Linked DNA regions of Zea mays: region 2 is linked to region 1. A link is a contact called in public Hi-C data. All regions are on one chromosome and are shown on one strand. Each heading gives the region's core, a stretch centred on a gene start, on an enhancer-like site or on the middle of the called end of the contact. The rest is flanking DNA. Distances are from core to core; before and after follow the strand shown. Region 1 holds the start of LOC118476028. Region 2 has its middle 200 kb from the start of LOC118476028.

The links. Hi-C and Micro-C count contacts between places; a contact is called where the count stands out from the background.
Region 2: a Hi-C map of tassel shows a contact between it and region 1, with 3 times the contacts expected there. The contact joins the enhancer-like site here to the promoter of LOC118476028 in region 1. A contact is called at or near these places in 2 of 25 Hi-C or Micro-C datasets (ear and tassel).

Annotation. Positions count from the first base shown.
Region 1 is chr1:97,006,719-97,009,887 of Zm-B73-REFERENCE-NAM-5.0, reverse strand. It overlaps LOC118476028, which reads right to left and starts at 1,428. Exons shown (of 2, transcript XM_035964056.1): 1 at 1-1,428. The coding sequence starts at 1,301. The coding sequence ends at 702.
Region 2 is chr1:97,206,516-97,209,684 of Zm-B73-REFERENCE-NAM-5.0, reverse strand. No RefSeq gene overlaps it. Among protein-coding and RNA genes, the nearest start is that of LOC118476028, 200 kb to the right of the region's middle. Within about 2 kb of position 1,489, at least 19 of the 20 cell types and tissues checked have an H3K27ac peak or open chromatin away from gene starts, as enhancers often do. A contact at or near this core is called in ear and tassel, where this site is marked.

The sequences.
Region 1 (3,169 bases), core at 179-2,678:
CCTCCCATGTAGAGAGAGCACACGATGAGTCACCAATGAAAAAATATCCATAAATAATTGAGCTATATGTCATGACATTTGGTAAACATTTTGCATCAACCATATCTCCAAATAACATTTTAGCTTCAGTCATCCTCCCACAACGGGCCAGGCCATCAATCATTGCTGAATACAAAACAGTGTTTGGGTTTACCTTGGCAGCCACCATTGTCTCCCACACCTTCAATGCCCTGTCAACCTCACCTGACTTGCAAAAACCGGTGATCACAGAGGAAAACACAAAATCACTAGGTGTAAGCCCCTTCCTTCCCATTTCCTCAGACACCTTCCATGCATCCTCCATTCTCCCACACTTCAGCAGTCCATCCACTACTGCCCCGTAAGTCATCAACCCTGGCGGCATCCCCTCACTCTCCATTCTTCTCATCATGCCCGCTGCGTCCCTCGCCCGCCCACACAATAATAAACCATGCAGCAGCACATTGTATGTTGATTCCGTCAGTGTGCAACCCTTCAGCTGCATAAACCGAAACAGCTTGGCCGCCCCATTCACATCACCTGTACGCAGCATCGCCTTGAGCACCGGGTTAAATGCCTCTGCCGCCAAAATGCCATCAACCACCATTTCATGAACCAGCGCCAACGCGTCGTCCACACGCCCTGCATCAGCCAGGGCCGACACGATAGTGGAGTAGGTGAACTTATCTGGCGTAAGATTCCAAGCCGGAATGACATCGTGGAGGATTTGCAACGCAATTGGAAGATACAGGCCTCTGCTCCTTGGAACCAGAGGAACAGATGCACTTAAGGAGGAGGTTGAAGGAGAGCAGAGTGGGGGTGAGGCCGGAGAAGCGGCGCAGGGAGTGGGCAAAGAAGGCTGGTAGGAGATGCTGCGGGAGGGAAAACCGAAGGAGCGAGGAGTTGAAGCAGTGGTGGGTGGTGGCGGCTGAGGTGGGTGGGGACAGGAAGAGGCGGAGCGCGAGGATTGGGAGGGGCGAGCGAGCGAGGGCGGCGATGAGGTGGGGGAAGACGTGTGGGGAGGCGTCGTGGGGCAGGCGCCGGAGGAAGTTGAGGACAGCTGCGGCGGAAGGGGCCGGGGAGGCGACGGCGAGGGAGCGTGCGACGGAGAGGAGTGTGGGTGCGCCGGCGGTGGGGAAGAGCTCCGCGGCGAGCGGGGATTCGTCGTCGGATGTTGACGAGGAGACGGAGGGATACGAGAGGGAGTGGCGGCCGGTGGTCGTTGTCGTGGAGCGGGAGGATTTACTGGTGAGGCGGCGGAGGTGGGTGGTGGGATGGAGCATAGGGGGAGAAGCATGGCGGTCGGAAGGACGGCGGCGGGGGTTTAGGCGGAGGGCCGGCCCCGCAGCCGGGTGTCCGATCAAAATCTCGTTCTAGGGTTTATATGATTGTGCCAATTTGAGATAGATTGGATTGTTTAGAGTGAAATTCCTAGAACATATTTGGCAATAAAGTTTTTCAAAACCACCGTGATTTAAAATTGTTTTTGATATTACCATGGTTTTAACCGACAAGATAAAACCATGGTACTAAAATACATGTTTGGTTTCATAGTTTTTAACGTCCTGTTTGGATCATTGGAATTGAATTTCATTCTAATAATAGTAATTTAGGCATATATCAATTAAGCTAATTATGTTTTATGTCAACTATATTTGTATATTATTATTTGCAAGATGTCGGAGATATTTATGTGATACATTTTTACTATAGAAAAGTGAGACAGAGAGTGCCATATAAGTTATAGAGTAGAAATAAATTCTACTAATGTATAAAATTATTTCCCGTCCTTCACGCCATGAATTTGAGATAGGCTTATATCTGAATTTTGGAAAGTGGTGGAATGTCAAATTTCAAACTAAATAAGTTACTTTATTGAGTGAATTCCAATTCCTCTAAAATGAAGGGATCAAAACGCCCCGTAAGAGTAAAGTGCAATTTCGGTCCTTAACATGTGTGGGTATGTTAATCTGGTCCTGTTGAGCTCTAAAAAGAGCAGTGCGGACGGTCTGGCCTCGAGGCCGGACGGTCCGCGGTCCGGACAGTCCGCGGTGGTGGCGCGGATGGTCCGCGCGTGCGCAGAGTCAGTTAGGGTTCCTAGTTTCTCGCGGGATTTGTTACCTAAAACCGCGGGATTAACTCGGAAATCAGTTTGAAGCGGATCCATACCTCCCCCTTTATATAGATGAAGGGCTACGACCGATTGAACCCCCAACAATCGAACCAATACCACTTCTATCTCGCATTTATTTTCAGCACAATTAGGAGTAGTTCTAGTCTAGTTCTAGTTTAGCCCTAGTTTAGTATTCCAATCCTCAAATTCTCTGCCTCTCCTCGACTCTACGTCGACTAGAGGAGTCTAGGTCGGTCTGCCCGAGCCTAGACGACTCCTAGGATCTCTCCTCCCGACGGGGTCCCTCCCGGGAGCGAGATCCAGGCGCCGCCGACGATCTTCCGCCGCCCCTGCGCACGCGCGGACCGTCCGACCCTAGGGCACGGACTGTCCGGCCGTCAGGCAGGAGATCCTAGCTCCTGCACCAGGTCGCGGACCGTCTGGCCCTGTGCCGCGGACCGTCCGCGTCTGACCAGGGAGCACCGCCGCCTCGCGCCAGGTCGCGGACCGTCCGGCTCTATGTCGCGGACCGTCCGCGCCTGACTAGAGAGCACCGCCGCTGGTTCTTTTGAGTGATTGGCGCCTCCAAAAAGGTGTCAACATACTTTTTGGTGACTCCGCTGGGGATTAGGTGTCTAGACCTGCTAAAAATCGGCCCATAGATGACCGGTTCTAAGGATCACACCAAGATATCCACCACCAACATCATCAAGCCGGCCATGGAGGCGCTCCTGGCTGATGACCAAAGGCCCTTTGAAGACCTCGTAATGCGCGATGAGAAGGAGGTGATGCGGCAATGGAACAAACAACGCGACAAGGAAGAGGCGGAACTGCTGCATAAACTCTCCGAACGGCGCAAGGAGGCGGCGGACAAGTACTTGTCACACTTCACGGTAGATCGCCACCAGAAGTTCGTCCGTCAAGGGGAGATCGATATGGAATCTCTCCTGCCTCCACTTCAGGGTCCCGCTGTAAGTACTCCAGATCTATCTCTTACGACTTTCATGGATCAACGAGGAGATCAGTTAAAGCAATATG
Region 2 (3,169 bases), core at 240-2,739, 200 kb before region 1:
AAAAAGTACTCGGCAAAGAAGGCTTTGCCGATGCACTGTATGCCGAGCCCTCTTTGCCGAGTGCGACACTCAGCAAAGCCTTTGTCGAGTGTTTTTAAGGCTTTGCCGAGTGCTTCAGTCACTCGGCAAAGCCGGCGATTCCGGTAGTGAAACTAAAATCCTCTTTCTATTTAAAATTAAATATCAAGAGTATTTTAGCTTCTCTAGTGTCATCTGGTATTCTCGCTCCCAAACACACTCTTACTATATGTCTATATAGATATTATGATTTCAGAATAGAAATGCGAAACTAAAATCATGAGTGGCCCTGATACTGAAAAACAATACGGAGTACTACTGGCTAGTATAGGTATATTATATTTTTTATAATAATTAACTGACAGTTTGACGCAGTGACACTGAACATATGGCATACTGACATTAGATGCAGCGATGCAGGTCCTGATCTTTGTGGAACCACTCTGCCATGCATGCATGCAGATGCAGCGAGTCGTACGTACCTGATCAAAAGGCTGCTAGATTTGGCATCGGCCAGCAGTAAGCCTATCCACGTGTAGGTGCTGTGCAGTGCAGCTAACTCTAGCTCAAGTAGGAAGCAAGAGCTAAAAATCACTTTCTAGTTTCAACAAATTGGGACGTACAGGTACATGCATGAGATGCAGTGACGTATAGGTAGCATGCATGTAGTAGATGCTGGGCATAGGAGAGAAGCACCACGTACAGGTACATGCATGAGATGCAAGTGAGTGACACCGCACCGACGGAGCACAGTTTTTTGTTTAGCTGTTTCTGGAGAGCACATGATATTATGGAACGGAGCTTGGAAAAGAGCTAGGGATCGAGATCCATCCATCAGAGGTCATAATCGAATAAAAACTTCACGCCGAACCTCTTTGCACTGACCGACCATAGCCTAGCTTCGCAAGCTAGTCCCGTAGCGTAGCAGATTCGTTCGCGACGGCTGCAGTGCAGAATGAGCAGCTAGCTTTGACAGAAAAAAAAAAGAGGAGCTGTTGGCGGATGGTCCGGGTTCTCGACACCCTCCAGGAGGAGGCGAAGAAGAAGCGCAGCACGGTACAAATACAGATGAATTAAAGCTAATGGAGTGGATTGAGGGGGCTATAATCTTGTACTACTTAATTTTAAATAGTGAGTGATTATAGCCCCCTCAATCCCCTCTATTACCCTTTGTCCCAAACAAGTCCTTAGGTTTCGCAGAAGCCACGCCAAGTGGCCGGCCGGCCGGCCTGCAGTCTTTTACGAGCCAACCTTTAATTCTAATACACCGACGCATCGATGCTCCGATGCTTTTCTCTTTCTCTTTGTCGCTTTCAATCGCCCCGATCGAAAGCGCTTTCATTCTCTGGTTAATGATTGGAGCATGACACGCGCGGAAAGAAAATTCTCGGCGCAGTGCGCTTTACGGGCCTAATCCTTACGTGTAGTTCCTATATGTGGGCTTCTGGTTCATCTGTGATCAAGCTGCCAGAAACTTGGCCCAATGGACACTGGGGCAGCAAACTACCGAGAATGGCCGGGCCCAGTCGTGGTCTTATCGACTTATCGCTGCAACTAGCTAGCTACATCCCCAGCCGCTATCCAATATTTTAAACTAGCCAATGGCGCGCCAGCGCGCGTGAATTTATATACTTATTTGTCCCATAAACACAGAGATAGGACATTATATTATACATATATGTATACAGAGCGTTGCAGTCTGCCAGATAATTATGATCATTGCATAATATACGGTCATCATAGAAAGTGGCGGGCTACAAACAGTACATATTTAGCATCTTTGAGTCTACGTATATATATATTAGGATGTATAGACAAAAGATACTTGGATACTATTTTCCAAATAAGACATAATTTACATACATCTGGTGGTGCGTCGAAGGCTTATCTCTGAAGTTCAAACATCCTTCCTGCGGTGTACGATGAGCAGGTTATTTTGAAGTTGAATAGATTTTTTTTGCAATTGAAGTAAAGGATGGTGATAGAGTATATGCATCAACAAATCGAATGAATAAGATATCCTCGCTGCAATCAGACTTTAAACATTTGCGCCTAGCCCTAATCCAAAAAGAAAGGTAAACCAATGAATTTGAGAAGTGAGAAGATTCTTTCAGTTTAGTACCTTTTCGGTGGTGATTGAAAAGACTGTAGGTTTTGGTCTACAGTTTGAAGACTATCGTCTATTTCAAAGCTGTCATGTTGCTGGCATGTAAGTCAACGTGTAAGCATAATGAAATCTAAATATCTCGAAAAAAAATTGAATTACTAAACACGTTGAATTTAACTTACATGTGGAGAAATGGATGCTGATAGTCTGGACAGTGTTGTAGAGCGCGAAATTCTTTGTTTTGTTTCAGATAAGCTTTGTTGGAGTTGATGGATACACCGGAATGTTCAATTTGGTTGATGGCAAGGATAGGTCTCTTCAATATGAAGCTATGACGGACTTGATGAATTAGATTATATGGCATGTTTGTTTGGGATTATAAGCTGCTTAGATTAGATAGACATTCCATGAATGCCCAAAATTAACATGTCCTGCAGAGGGGCCAAAAAATAAGAAAGCTTAGGGAGAAATCTACATTTTTATGGTAATACTGCACTTTAATATACTGATATGCCTTTTAATAGGTCTGTTAAAGTAAGATAGGAGCATCGAAAGTGCGTACTAAAGATTTATAAAAGATAATTGTTAGTATCATCTGAAATATGAATAAAAAACTTTAAGAAAGCAATACAATAACATGAAATGACATATGTATTCCCTAAATGCATCCAAAAGTAACATGTCCTGCATGAAGCCCAATAGCACGCGCGAGTGGATGCATGGCGATCAGTAAAGGCAAAGGCAGGTCCACATTATGCGGTCCTAGTTTCTGTTAATTTTCTTTTTCAGGGGAAACCAAATTTAGGGTTTCTAATGTGATTAAAAAAAGAGGCAAAGAAGCATTTGTGCCTTCCGGTGTAGTTGGAGGGGAAAAGGGGGAGAAAAAAGCATGTGTGCTTTCCGGTGTAGATCGACATCGTATTGTATTCCAGTGTAGATCGAGAGAGCATTGCAAAGATTCAAAACTAAATGCAGGAGAACATGAGAAATCGAAACGAAGCATGGAAAGGATCTGATTACCGCCCAGAAATGACAACGGCGGGT